4 separate regions of the Mus musculus genome follow, and regions 1, 2 and 4 are each linked to region 3. The links are chromatin contacts, called in public Hi-C and promoter capture Hi-C maps. All regions are on one chromosome and are shown on one strand. The core of a region is the stretch at or near the end of the contact, and the rest is flanking DNA. Distances in the headings are between cores, read along the strand shown.

Region 1 (3,245 bases), core at 654-3,153, 540 kb before region 3:
GTGGTGTGATATGATTGTGTCTAGTGCTGCGAGAGACCTAAGATGAAAGCTTCTCAGAGTTGTTATCCTGCAGTGCACCATCACCCCAGCTTTCTGTTTTGGCTTAAGGTTATCAGTTCCTGCCCCAGACTGCAGCAGCTGTCCTCTTGCAGCTCATCTCCATCCTGAGGAATTCCCAAATTAGATAAAATAAGGTCAAGACCTTTGCCATGGGCTTTCAGGGAACCAGGATAGGTCAGATGGGAGGCTGTGGTTCTTTAAGAACAAATTCTACTCTGTTCTTTCAGCATCAGGAACCCATACCAGACACATAGCTAACTCTTCATGACCACTGCTGAGCCAGGGAGTGGGATGGGCTAGGGTAAGTTAGAGCTCTGCTCCATCCAGCAGGTCATATTTTCCTGTAGAGGCCTGCTGGGCCCCTGAACCTTTCACCATTACTAAGAGTTTTAATAAAGATTTTTGTTTTGTTGGTTTTTCAAGACAGGGTTTCACTGTGTAGTCCTGGCTGTCCTAAAACTTACTTTTTAGACCAGGCTGGCCTCAACACACATAGATCCATCTGCTTCTGCCTCCCAAGTGCTGCAATTAAAGGCATGTTTCATCACCACATAATAAAGTTTTGTTGTTTTGTTTTGTGTTTCTGTGGTAAGATAGGTGAGAATTATTTGAATTCAATATGAATTTAGTATTTTCTTTCCCTTCCTTCCCTTTTCATTTCTCTCTCCTCTTACCTTTGCTTCCCCTCCCCATCTTTCTCCTCTCTTCATCCCTATCTTCCTTCCTCCCTCTTCTCTTTTCTTTTCTTCTCCTGCTTGTTTTTCCTAGGCCAGTCTTGAACTCCTGGATTCAAGGACTTGTCTCGCTCAACTTCTGGCATGCTAGAAGTATAGGTGGGCACCACTGCATATCCCCTTATCTTTTAATTTGTTTTAAGATCATTCATATATTCTTCTGAGTGAATTTTGATAATCTGTCTATTTCTAGAAATTTGCTCATTGATTTTTTTGTATCTGAGTTCAATGACTTAACACATTGGGTGTGTATTGTAGCCTATCTTCTGTGTGAGTGCACTGTCTAAACACAGTTCTTCATAGTACTTCCTTGTAATCTTTTTTATTTTTAGAATGTGGTTAGTAAAACTTCCTCTTTTATTCCTTTTTGGGGATCAGGGTGATAGGACTATTGAGACAGCATCTCATGAAACACAGGCTGGCCTCAAACTATCTATTTACCCAAGGATATCTTGCCTCCATATCCCAAATGTTGGGACTACAGGCATGCCTGGTTTATGTGATGCTGAGTGGAGCCTAGAAGTTTGAGTGTGCTAGGATAGGCATTTTACTAACTGAGCTACACCCCCAACCTAACTTCAACATTTACTCTATATTAAAACTCATTGTATTTACTTTTTTTTTTTTTTTTTTGTATGAGACTTTCCCAGTCCAGGCTCTTTTACACACACAGTAAGCCTCCCTTTGTGCAGTGGTATTTCATGTGTCTCCTGGCCACATGGAACAAGTGGACAAGCATCCCCAGGCTTAAACTTGGGCCTGGATGTCCCAGTGGACTGACTTGTGCCTGCACAGACTCTAACTTTGAGTTTCCTTGTTGCTGGCCTTGGGATTTTCCTTGCTTGTCTTTTCTGCCTAGACACACATTAAAGTCTATTTGATCTTTCTAATATTTATAACTGGAGGCAGAGGACTCTGCAGTCCACCATGTGTTATTCTTTTGTCTAGTTGACAGATGAGGAAATGGAGTTCATGGATCTTGCCCAAGGTCGTGCAGCAAGGTTAAATGGCTAAGAACAGACCCATCTCAGTGGCTCCATTTTCAAGTCTACATTCTGCCTACTACACCTACCACCTCTTGATTCTAATACGTCCTTGTTCATTTTCAGGAGCTAGCTGCCAGCGAGGGCTCTTCCCTTCCTGACTCTGGACACGGCTTTGCTTGTCTGGAGACGGGCTCTAGCCAGGACCTGGCAGTGGAAAGCCATGGAGCCATACAGTCTTGGGGAAGAGGGAGCACTTCCATCAGAAGGGCACCTCCCATCCTTCTCTGAAAGTCAAGTGCTCAACTGCAGTGACACACTCAACCGGGACCTGGGCCCCAGCACACGGGACCTGCTCTACGCTGGCTTAAGCGGTTTGGACCTTGACCCCAGTCTCTCCACATCTGATATGCCCAGTGAAGTGCTAGAGGACAATCTGGACACCCTGTCCCTATACTCGGGGAAGGACAGTGACTCTGTGAAGCTGCTGGAAGAATATGCAGACTCTGAGTCACAGACCTCCTTACAAGGTGAGGCTGCTCATGGACTGAGCACCTACAGTTCCTGCAGGTAGCCAGGGACTGAATCCGCTGGCATTGGCTAGGAAAGGTCTCCTTAGCTGGGCATGATGATGCCTGCTCATAACTCCAGCATGTAGAATACAAACACAGGAGGAACACTGCAAATAGAGGCCAGCCAGAGCTACATAGTAAGACCCTGACTTCAACATGCTAATAAAGGGAAGGAAGGAAAGGAAAAACAAAACAAAAATCTCTTCTTGTAGAGGAGGCTTTTATCCTACTTTGGAATTGTCAGCTTGTGGGTTCTGGGTGTTAAATACAGGTCCTCAGGCTTCCGTAGCTTGTGCTTTTACCACCGAGCCATCCCACAGACTGGCATCCCCATCTTTGATCTGTGTGGAGGCAGACCATCAGGCTTGTAGGGGACGTTTATATTACTGCTGTATCTCAAGAGCATTTGTCCAGAGTAAGTGGGGATCCTGTCCATTCTGTCTTGTACTAGTCCAGCTTTTCCAGACCTCATGTCATGTAAAATAAGGGGACCCCAATCCTCACATGCCCACTGCTCTAGAACAATGGTGAGACATGAAAAGGAGAAGACTGCAAAAGCCTCCCATAGACCATAATGTACCAGACAGGTGCTTGATTAAATCCTGCTTTGTCTTTTTAAAAGAGGGAGGTCTTGCCATCTTTTCAGAACACTGAGGCTCCATCAGACCTCTTGCCTCAGTCTGTCCAGGAACCAGGACTATAGATTGTGCCATGCCCAGCTAGTTGTTTTTTACAACCAATATTGTCAGTAATACTTCATCTTAAATAGGGCCTTGATTCAGTTCCAAGGTTTTCTCTTCAACCATCGAAGAAAAGGAGAGAATTAGTGAAATAATTGAGCAGCTTGTGTGAGTGTCATTTTAGTTTGCTGTTGGTCTCCTGTGGAAGGGAGTTCT
Region 2 (3,348 bases), core at 611-3,110, 560 kb before region 3:
CACATGGGAAACGTGTTCTAACTAGCTGCATCAGGAATTCAGTGAGAGGCATGCATTCCCTTGTTCTTCCTGCCTCGCATCCACCTTAGTTTATTAGGTGAGGCAAGGAGCAAGCAAGTTACAGCCTCAGTTTCTCTACATGTAGATCATGCTCTACAAGCACCAGATTTCATTTAATTTAGTGTTTGGAGAAAGAGGTCTTGCTACATAGCCCAGGCTGACTTTGAGCTGGCTATTTCCTTGCCCCAGCTCCTCCAAGTGCTGTGCTACCATGTCTGTCTAGGTTCTGGGTCTTTCTGCACTGTGGTATATCTTCTACCCCTATGATGGTACTCAGCACTTAGTATACAAGAAAGGTTAGCTGAGGGTTCAAAGTCATCTTCTGATGTCCAGCAAGTTCAAAGCCTGGGCTACACAAGACCTTGCCTCAAAAACAAAGGTTTGCTGGAAAGATACTATCTATGACGAATACCCCAGACCTCTTAGCTTAGGCGAGGGCTGTAAACACACGCTACTTGGAAGTCCTTGGCTGGGTGTGGAGGAGCCAAGACAAGCCAGCCCCCAAGCTGAGCAAGAGCTGGCACAGACCTGGGAGATCAAATGGCTATTTTCCCTGAGCATCCCTGAAAGCCCATCCAGGCTTCCAAGCTAGTGACAAGAGCCCAAGGTATTCAAAAAGCACTGTGGGGCTGGTGACACAGTTCAGTTGCTAGAGTTTATCCTAGGTCCACATACACTAGGCATAGTGGGCTGCACACCTATACCCCAACACTCTGAATGTATTCAGGAGCATCAAAAGTTTAGGATCAGCGCTTGGAGACATAGCTCTGCGGTTAAGACTTTGAATTACTCTTACAAGAAGACCCAGGGACTGTTCCCGGCATCCATGTCAGCTTACAACAGCCTTTAATTCCAATCCCAGAAGAGTGCATGGATACCCTCTTTTAGCCTCCTTAGGCACTGGAATTCAACGTGTATATATTCAAACAAGAATACCATAGTTCGAAATAAAAATCAATTTCCAAAAACAACAATAGTCAATCACATATCAAATCTAAGGCTCACTTGGGCTACACATGACCCAGCACATCTTTAGTTCTAGCACTTGGGAGGCAGATGAAGGTGGGTCTTTTTGAGTTCAAGGCCTGCCTGCATAATGAGACCCTTACTTGATGAAGAAATAATATTTTTTAAAGAGCTCAGATGGTGCCGGGCAGTGGTGGCGCACGCCTTTAATCCCAGCACTCGGTAGGCAGAGGCAGGCGGATTTGTGAGTTTGAGGCCAGCCTGGTCTACAAAGTGAGTTCCAGGACAGCCAGGGCCACACAGAGAAACCCTGTCTCGAAAAACCAAAAAATAAAAAATAAAAAAAGAGCTCAGATGGCTGCTGCTTCTTTCTTTCTTTCTTTCTTTCTTTCTTTCTTTCTTTCTTTCAAACCTCTTTTGCAGGTTAAACCCAGGGTCTCACACAGCAAGTCACCATCCCTAGCCTTCTTTTTCACTTCTTATATTGACAGGGTCTAAGTTGCTAAAGTTCAGGGCTTGAACTTGCTATCCTCCTGCCTCAGCTTCCTTAGCTGCAGTGATGACAGACCTGCACCACCAGGCTAGGCTGACAGTTTTAATTATGATAGTATAGTGGAAAAGAAAAGGTAGAAGCCCCGTGTTCTTGCTGTGGACAAGGCCAGATATTGGAGAACTGCCTTGCCCGAAGGGCCTGACATCATCTTGTCCTCTGAACCCTCCTCCAGCCTTTTTCCGCACATTTCTGCATATGCCTTAGCTCTTATCAGAGCCCTGAGCCTTTCAGAAACTCAGCTCACTACAGCCCAGCTCCTACCCTGGAGAACCTCGTCAGCGCCATCTGTCTACAGACGGTGTCAATAGCATCCGCTTAATAGCCTAGGTGGGCTTCAGTCTTGCTCTGTAGCCTAGGGCGGACCTGGAACTCTCCTGACCCCCCAGCCTCCACCTTCCGGGATTACAGCTTTAACCACCACGCCTGGATGGTGCTGTGAAAACCAGGGCTTCTTAGATAGTAGATTAAGTACCAACTGCACCACATCTCCAGTTCTATTTTTCAGTGTGTGTATGTTTCTCTCCTTCCAACACGTGGTTTCTGGAGATAAATTTCAGATCAAGTTTTGGTGGCAAGCGCCATTATTCACTGAGCCACCTCGTCAGCCCCTCTTCCACCTCCCCACCTCCGGATTTTAAATAAATGGCTTCCTCCACTGAAAGTAGAAACACTTCCCCGCGGCTCCTGTCAGGCAATGGAAGCTTCAAACTTTGCGCCCCAATTGTTTCATTATCCGAGAAACTGATGGCACACGATTGGTGCATTTTTTCTTTTGCATATAACACTTCAACAACCAAAGCCTGACTCCCGTCCTGAAACACTCCTGCCTTTCCAGGTTGCTTTAAATAAGGGTGAGAAGAGAAAGTTTTTACGAGACTTCCAAGGGCCCGGGTCTTGGTGGCCAGGAGGAGGAAGAGAAGGGGATTCCTTCGTAGTCTCTGTCCTCTAGCTATACCCTTCCACTGTGGCCATAAGGTACCCCTTCTGAGGACAGCCAAGACCGGAGCGCTGTAATCCGGCAGCAAAATCAGGCAGCGATTAGCCCAGCCCGGCCTGGGGTCCTCAGCACCGCAAGTGCGAGGGGCGGAGTCTGGCCTTTGATTGGCCGCATGTGGGGGCGTGGCCACAGCTCCGCCCCACCTCTACCCCCCACACACAAGATAAAATAGGCTTCGCGCCCTGGTGCTCGAAATTATTCGTGTAGTGGGTGTGGCTTATGTTTGTTTACACGCTTCTATTGGCTGCATTTGAATCGGCCCGAGCGGGTGGGCTTCGGAGGCGTGGCCTCGGAGGGCGGGGCCGGCGGCTGACAGCTCTTAGAGTACCGAAACGCTAATGAGGGGATTTTGGATCTGAAGAATCCTTTTGGGGTTTCTGTCAGCTTCCTTAATAAAGGCCAGTCAAGAAACTGAGGCGCACGTTTTTGTAAACATTCCTAAAACAAAATAAAACAAAAACCATGACTATGTTTTAAAAAGCAGATGCAACCTAGCTGGCCAACAATGAAAAACTCTGAAATCAGCTATGATCCTGGCCCACAGTGGGACAGGAAGTCACTGCAATAAACAAGGAAACCGCAAAGTGACACAACAGCTTTTGCAACCACTCAGGGAGAAGGGGAGTTCTGTAAATGCCAAAAGTATGGATGAAAATGGACACGAATCATTTGCTGATGAATTGCACAGAATAACTTACAAAATGGAAATGAATGGACAGGAGTTGGGTGGATCCTAGCTCATTTTGTAACTGTTTTTGTTTGTTTTAGCTTG
Region 3 (3,598 bases), core at 342-2,841:
GGTTAGGGCAGAGGTCTGCTAAAGGAAATGGCAAAAATGAGACACCCTAAGGGACAGAAAAGGGGGTAAAAAGAAGAGGGCAAAAAGCCAGGCACCACAGGGGAGTGCATGCAAGATCAGAGCGCCTGCACAGGGGCAGAGTTGGCAGGCAGAAGGGTCTGGAAAAGAGGACAGGGTCTGAATGGCAAAATGGGAGCAAGCACTGAGAAGGGAAGGAAGCGAGCAAGGCGCATCAGAATCTGAGAACCGTAGGAGAAGGAGCTTAGGGACATCCTAGGAGGTGCAGAAGGTTCAGTGTTGCGACCCGGCAAAATATGGGGCAGTTGGGCCCAAATACAAGGAGGAATTATGTCCAAAGCCAAGACCGGGAGGGCAGTAGAGCAGTGCCTGTATCAACAGACCAATACGGATCTCCACGGAGGTGGAACCGCAGGTCCTAAAGGGACAGCTCCTGGGGATGCAAGATGTTCTACCGCAGGGATAATAACAGTAAATAGGCCAAAGAAGGAGAATGGGGATTTCCTCCCAAAAGTGATGCTAGCAGAAAACAGGTAAGGTAGAAGGGCCACGGATATTCAAAGTGAGCGTCAGAGGGGATACTGAGGGGTCAATGAGGAGGTAGACTGTCCCAGGAGCACAGCCGACTCCAGGAGGTGGCGAAGTAGGTATGACTGGGGGTCGGGGTGGGGGAGGAAGTGGGAAAGAAGACGGCTCAGAATTGGGAGTCGGGTATCTCGAGTGGAGGCTGAGAGACACCGAGATCCTTCACCGGGTTTGGTGGGGCGTGTGTGGAGGCAGACGCCGGGATTGCAGGGCTGCGGGGACACTAGCGAATAGGAAGGGCAAGGCGGGCCGCGCGGGCCGGGCCCGGGCATGCAGCGGCCGGGACGCGGGGACCGCGGGGCGCTGGGGGGGGCGCTCCCACCCCTCCCCCTCCGGCTCCTCCATTGTTCGCGGGCTCCGGGCCCCGCGGTCCCCGCCTTTCCCCCCACCCTTGGATCCCGCAGCGGGGCGGCGCCCGGCGCCTCGCCCGTCCCCACATTCCCCTCCGCCAGCTACGAGACACTTACCAGTCTCGGGGGCGCACTCAGCGCGGCCCCGGCCTCCGCGATCCCAGCCGCAGCGACGGCGGGCCCGGCGCCATGTTCCCCTAGCGACTCGTTCCTGAGGCGGCTGAGGCGGCGGTGGCGGCTCCGGCGGCGGGGGGCCGGGCGGACCCTCCCTCGCGGGCTCCCTCCTCCGCCTCCTCCACCTCCTCCTCCCGCCGCGCCGCGGCTCTCCCTCGGGGCGGGGGGCGGGGAGGGGAAGGGGGGAGGGGCGGGAACCAGGGGGAGGGCGGACCAGCCTCGCTCGCTCGCTCGTTCCCTCCCTCCCGCGCAATGGCGGCGGCGGCGGCGGCGGCGGCAGCGGCGTTGTCGCCTCCTTCCTGCGGCCGCCGCGGCCGTGCGCGTACTGGAGACCCTCTCGCAAGTGCGCGTGCGTTTCTGAGGGGCGAGAGATGCTGGGGCTGGGGTTGGGAAGTGGATAACGGCCCTGTGGGCCGAGCGCACCGCGAGGACCGTAGGCCGGGAGGACAGGCACGCGCGGACACCGAGGGCGCGAGTGCGCGTGCGCGCCTGAGGAAAACGCCGCTACCTCAGCGGCTGCGGCGCCAGATTTACACAGCGCGAGGACGGACACCCGCGAACTGGCACAGGAGGGCGCGGGGTGGGCTGAGTGCGCGTGCGCAGAGACGGCTGCAGCCTGCGAAGCCACCGAAGGGAGGGAGGAGCCCGCAAGGGGGGCGCGCACGGCGTCGCGCGTTCCAGGCTGCAGTACCCGCCGCCCCTCCCCACACCGCGCCGGCTCCAAGAGAAAGCCATCTCTGAGAGGCTTGGCCCGGCTCGTGAGGGCGGGGACTTAGGGCTCCATCCCGCTCGCGCGGGACCTCACTAACCAATGGAAGGCAGAGGGAGGTGGGTTCGCCTCCTGGAGCCGCAGCTTCGGGATAACGGAGGGGGTTGGGGGGACAGACGTAACGTGGGGTGGCGAGGCGGGGCTGTGAAGGAGGGAGCGTACCCAGCGAGTGAACCAATTGGGCGAGGGAAGGGGGCGTGGTCCTTCACAGCCCAACCCAGGCTCGCCGTTGGCCAGCCCAAAAGAGTGGGCGGGGACAGGGGGCACGTGCTCTTTCCCGGGCGCTGAAGAAAAACCTGTGGGCCAGGCGCGTTGATACAAGTTACTGGTGATTTCTCCCAGTGCTTGGTCTCGGGCAGAGGAAGGACAGGCCCTGCATTGCAGCCCTAGTCTCCCAAGTCAGCATCGGGCAAATGACAGCAAACCACATGTCACTTTGGGTGCTTGCAGGGGGAATGGTGATGTAAGAGGGCTCCCCTCTAACTCTGTATTCCTCTGGGAGCCCTCCGGAAGGATGGATTGTGAAAGACAGGCTTTCCCGGCGCCTCACAGAGTGTGGAATGCCTGAAGGAAGCACGTGTTTCCGATCCAGCCTTGCACTTCTTTCCAGGCTTTTCATCTGTAAAGTGGGATAACAATACTGAACTCCAAAGGGTCGCTTGGAGAATCGAATGAGGTATAATAGGCCCTATGGCCACGATTCATGGTGGGAATCCTCGAACTACTAGAACCCAGTAAAATATGGGCGATCTCCCTTATACATTAATATCTATAATAGCTGATGGATTACTCTTAGCAGAGGATTACCCACAACAATAGAAAAACGATGAATATATATTACGCTGTAATAAGAGAAATGTGGATGTGACCCTCCTAGCCACCGGTAACTGAAACATCAGAAAGCAACAGGGGAGTTAAGAGGGAACTACTGTGTCTCTAAATGAGGGTGGGGTGTAAAGGAGTGACCTACACGTATTGAGTACGCAGTAAGCATTGCTAAATAAAATTACATGGGCTCGACCAAATCCAGCAGCCAGAACTTCATGAAGTCAAAAAGGTCATGCTGTGGGTGATATTCCTGGAGTCTGCTTTAAGGTGGTTAAGGCAGCCAGTATGTATGTCTCTTTTGGCTCTCTACAAAGGCAAGAAGGAAAAATCAATATCATAAAATTTTACAGTGGAAACACAGTAATGAATTTTCATATTCTGAAAAAAAAGTTTACATGTGCTCAAATTTTAAAACACCCCAACAAATGAAGCCTCTCATTAAAGTTTGTTAGGAGGGCAGGTTCTTGTGGTGTGGGCTGAAGAGATCAACAGTTAAAAGTGGGTTCCTCTCCCATCTATAAAGATCATTACTTGGGGCTGAGGACAGAAGTCATTGGTAGAATGCTTGCATAAATACACAAGGCATTCGGTTCCATCCTAAGCACAGAGTGTCTGGAGTAAACTAAAGTTAATTTTGTTTTCTGTTTTTTGAGACAGGGTTTCTCTGTGTAGCCCTGGCTGTCCTGGAACTTGCTTTGTAGGCCAGGCTGGGCTTGAACTCAGAGAGATCTGCCTCTCCCTTCCAAGTGTTGGGATTAAAGGCATTTGCCACCATGCCTGGCTAAAGATAATTTCCATTAACATTTTTCTCACTAGCTATCCTGGCTGCCCTGGAATTTACTATGTAGCTTAGATTGGAATTGAATGTGTGACT
Region 4 (3,380 bases), core at 211-2,710, 650 kb before region 3:
AGACGCTTATTTTAGTGACTTTGAAGAGCCAGCTTTTGGTCAGATTGGAGTCTCTAACTGTCATTCCTCACAGAAAGAATGGAGGGCTCCTTAGAAGAGCAGCTGTCCCAGAGCTGTGGCTGTGGCTGTGGCTGTGGCTGTGGCTGTGGCTGTGGCTGTGGCTGTGGCTGTGGCTGTGGCTGTGGCTGGGGCTGTGGCTGTGGCTGTGGCTGTGGCTGTGGCTGGGGCTGGGGCTGGGGCTGGGGCTGGGCCTGGGGCTTGGAGGTTAGGAAGGAACAAGCCAGTCTGAGTCAGCTCAAAGGCCACCCAGCACTCAGCCTGAAATGGCTCTCCTTAGCCAAAGATGAGACAATTTTTCCTTTTTTTTTTCTTTTATTAAAAATATTTTATGTGTCTTTATGTATGCCTGTGTTCCATGTTCATGGCCCCTTGGGGGCCAGAAAAGAATTTTGGATTCCCCTGGACTGAAGTAACAGATGGTTTTGAGCTACCATGTAGGGCAGAGTGCATATCTGTAATCTCAGCACTAGGCAGGCAGACACAAGATTAGAAGTTCGGGACCATCCTCTACCTCTACCTCTGGAAGAGCAGCCAGTTCTGACTCTCAGTGAACTCTCCACCACCAGCTTCCTCTCCGACATCCCCGCCCCCTACATTCTCACTATGTAGCTCTGACTGACCTGGACCTATGTAGCCCAGGTTAGCCTTAGACTGAGATCTGCCTGCCTCTGCTTTCTACATCTTGGGGTTCAAGGAGTGTGCCACCATATCTGACTCAAAGATGGGACAATTTAAATATCAAAACAAACAAACAAAACCCCAAACGTTGCAAATCAAAATATAAAATCATTGTGACTTAAAGGAAAAGGGAAGAGTGGAAAGAAAATGGATTGGAGGGGTGGGAGAAATAACGGACGGAAGAACCTGTGACATAGATGAAGAGAGGGAACCCTGGAAATGTCCCAGGCAGGGAGGCAGCTGAGGGGCATCTCAAAAAGGGGTGGCTGAAGAGTCTATGCACTTCGAGAGGCAAGAGAAGGCTCTTGGGTGGCAAGACGGACCAAGGGGAGCAGAGATGGGTGTGGAGGGTAGAAGGCCACTTCAAAGGGGGAGTCTTCAAAGATGAAGGCTGGGTAGGGACTGGGAGAACTGGGGGAGGGGGAGGGGGAGGGGGCTATACGGAGTACTAAAGAGAGGCTGGGGAGATCTGAGGAGGTTGAGGGAAGATTTGAGGAGGGGTGGGGGTAGTCCTGGAGTGTGGGAATTGGGAGCGACTGGGACGGAGAGTGCACAGACTGTTACAGAGGGGAGCGAGGGTGAGAGGTGGGATTTGGGGAGCACTCACCAGGGATCTGGGGAGCGCAGAGCAAGCAGCCCGAGCTCTGTCCTGTCCGCAGTGGAGTGAGACGGGTGGGGCCGCGTGCGCTAGGAGCGGCGAGCAGGGCGGGCCCCAGGCCCCCTGTCCTAGCCCGCGCCAGCCTCGGGCGCCCCCTGGCGGGCACTGTGAAAACGCGCACAGGTTCGAGCGTGCACTCCTTAGTTCAGTGTGAGCCCCATCCTCCAGCTTTTGGCTCCCTCTCTTAGCAAATAAGTTGACAGAGGCTGCAGCAGGCCTACCAATAATTTGTCTGATCATAGTGGTGCATGCAAGTTTGAAGCCAGCTGGACCGCGTGGGGGGGGGGGCGGGGATCCTGTCTCAAAAATAACTGTAACAACAGTAATTTTAAAATCTTAAGTACAAGACGGAAGAGTTAGATGGTCAGCATTTAAGAATACTGACTGAGCCGGGCGTGGTGGCACACACCTTTAATCCTAGCACTTGGGAGGCAGAGGCAGGCGGATTTCTGAGTTCTGAGGTCAGCCTGGTCTACAAAGTGAGTTCCAGGACAGCAGAGCTATACAGAGCAGAGCTATACAGAGAAACCCTGTCTCGAAAAACAAAAGCTAAAACAAAAAAACCTCCACCCCCCCCCCAAAAAAAGAATACTGACTGCTCTTCCAGAGGACTTGGATTCAATTCCCAGCACCCACATTACAACTCACATTACAACACATATTACAACAGCTCACAACTGTCTGTAACTTCAAGATCTGACACCCTCACACACACATGTGCAAAGCAGGCAAAACACCAACACATATAAATAAAAGTAAATTATTAAAATGTAAGTGCACAGGCCCAATGTGGTGGCACAAGCCTTTCATCCCAGCATTTGGGAGGCAGAGGCAGGTGAATCTCTATGAGTTTAAAGCCAGCCTGATCTTCATAGCAAATTCCAGACCAGCCAAAGCTACGTAGTAGAGACGCTGTGTATCTACTATAAAAACAACCAACCAACCACCACCAACACCACCGCCACCAACAAAAACACAAGGGGGAGAAACCTCAAGGCCATGGGGCTAGGGATGTGGCTTAGTTGGTACAGTGCCCATCTAGGATACATGAAGCCCTGAGTTCTATCGCCAGCACAGAATATGCCCAGCACGGTGGTGCAGGCATACACTCTCAGCATCAGTTCATAGACACAGCACACGGGGTGGTAGTTTGAATAAAAATGGCCTCCGTAGGCTCATAGGGACTGGCATTATTAGGAGCTGTGTTTTTGTTGGAGTAGGTATAGTCTTTTTGGAGGACGTGTGTAGGGGGTAGAGGGGGGACATCGAAGTGTCAAATAATCAAGCCAGGCCCAGTCTCTCTCTCCCTGCTGCCTGCCAACCTAGATGTACAACTTACCTCTTCAGCACCATGTCTGCCTACATACCTCCACGTTTCCTGTCATGATGATAACAGATTGAACCTCTGAAACTGTAAGCCAGCCCCAATTAAACGCTTTCCTTTATAAGAGTTGTCGTGGTCATGGTGTCTCTTCATAGCAATAGACACCCTAACTATGACACATGCCTTACTTTATTTTGGCATTCTAAAATAGAGTCTGGACACTAAGTAGCCCAAATTACCCTCACGATTCTCCTGCCTCAGCCCCCCACACACATAGGTGTATGCCACCATACAAAGCAAGCAAACGGTTGCTTTTCTGAAAATGTCGCCTGCCCACAATGACCACTTTCCAGACTGCTGGGATTACAGGTGTGTACCACCATGCCCAGTTTATGGGATGATGGTAAAAAAAAAAACTTAGGGCCTCTTGCATACTAGTCAAGTTTTTTTCTCAATTTATATATATTTATTTACATTTTTAAGATTTATTTTCATGTGTATCGGCAACAGGATGAGAGTTGAGCCTTTCAGAAGGTCTCTCCTGGCTCTGAGTGCCCCGGACAATGATCCACGAAGCCAATCAGACAAGACCTTGTTTTCAGATGTTACCAGTGCATCAACCTAGAAGCCCAGTCCTAGGTATGTGTATGGGTGTGTGGT

What was found. Promoter capture Hi-C pulls out the DNA fragments that hold promoters and counts their contacts. A called contact is a pair of places that touch in the nucleus more often than the background predicts.
Region 1: a promoter capture Hi-C map of pre-B cells shows a contact between it and region 3, with 2.2 times the contacts expected there. The contact joins the promoter of Zfp541 here to the promoter of Arhgap35 in region 3. A contact is called at or near these places in 2 of 39 promoter capture datasets (cranial neural crest and pre-B cells), 4 of 484 Hi-C or Micro-C datasets (the N1E-115 cell line, cardiomyocytes, embryonic stem cells and 1 more) and 2 of 115 datasets of contacts at active chromatin or transcription factors (effector CD8 T cells and embryonic stem cells).
Region 2: a contact with region 3 is called in a Hi-C map of uterus, with 1.9 times the contacts expected there. The contact joins the enhancer-like site here to the promoter of Arhgap35 in region 3. A contact is called at or near these places in 7 of 484 Hi-C or Micro-C datasets (CD4 T cells, the N1E-115 cell line, cardiomyocytes and 4 more) and 4 of 115 datasets of contacts at active chromatin or transcription factors (effector CD8 T cells, embryonic stem cells, memory CD8 T cells and 1 more).
Region 4: a contact with region 3 is called in a promoter capture Hi-C map of pre-B cells, with 2.8 times the contacts expected there. The contact joins the promoter of Ehd2 here to the promoter of Arhgap35 in region 3. A contact is called at or near these places in 3 of 39 promoter capture datasets (hippocampal neurons, liver and pre-B cells), 1 of 484 Hi-C or Micro-C datasets (embryonic stem cells), 1 of 115 datasets of contacts at active chromatin or transcription factors (pancreatic cancer cells) and 1 of 9 other capture datasets (adipose tissue).

What each region holds. Positions count from the first base shown.
Region 1 is chr7:16,069,942-16,073,186 of GRCm38.p6, forward strand. It overlaps Zfp541 (zinc finger protein 541), which reads left to right and starts at 1,904. Exons shown (of 16, transcript NM_001099277.2): 1 at 1,904-2,307. The coding sequence starts at 2,001.
Region 2 is chr7:16,050,206-16,053,553 of GRCm38.p6, forward strand. No RefSeq gene overlaps it. Among named protein-coding and RNA genes, the nearest start is that of Gm32059, 5.7 kb to the left of the region's middle. Within about 2 kb of position 1,861, at least 341 of the 459 cell types and tissues checked have an H3K27ac peak or open chromatin away from gene starts, as enhancers often do. A contact at or near this core is called in the N1E-115 cell line, effector CD8 T cells, embryonic stem cells and 5 more, where this site is marked.
Region 3 is chr7:16,613,402-16,616,999 of GRCm38.p6, forward strand. Arhgap35 (Rho GTPase activating protein 35) reads right to left here and starts at 1,592. Exons shown (of 7, transcript NM_172739.4): 1 at 1,071-1,592. It overlaps Gm29443 (predicted gene 29443), which reads left to right and starts at 423. Exons shown (of 3, transcript NR_136928.1): 1 at 423-551.
Region 4 is chr7:15,966,075-15,969,454 of GRCm38.p6, forward strand. Ehd2 (EH-domain containing 2) reads right to left here and starts at 1,461. Exons shown (of 6, transcript NM_153068.3): 1 at 1,346-1,461.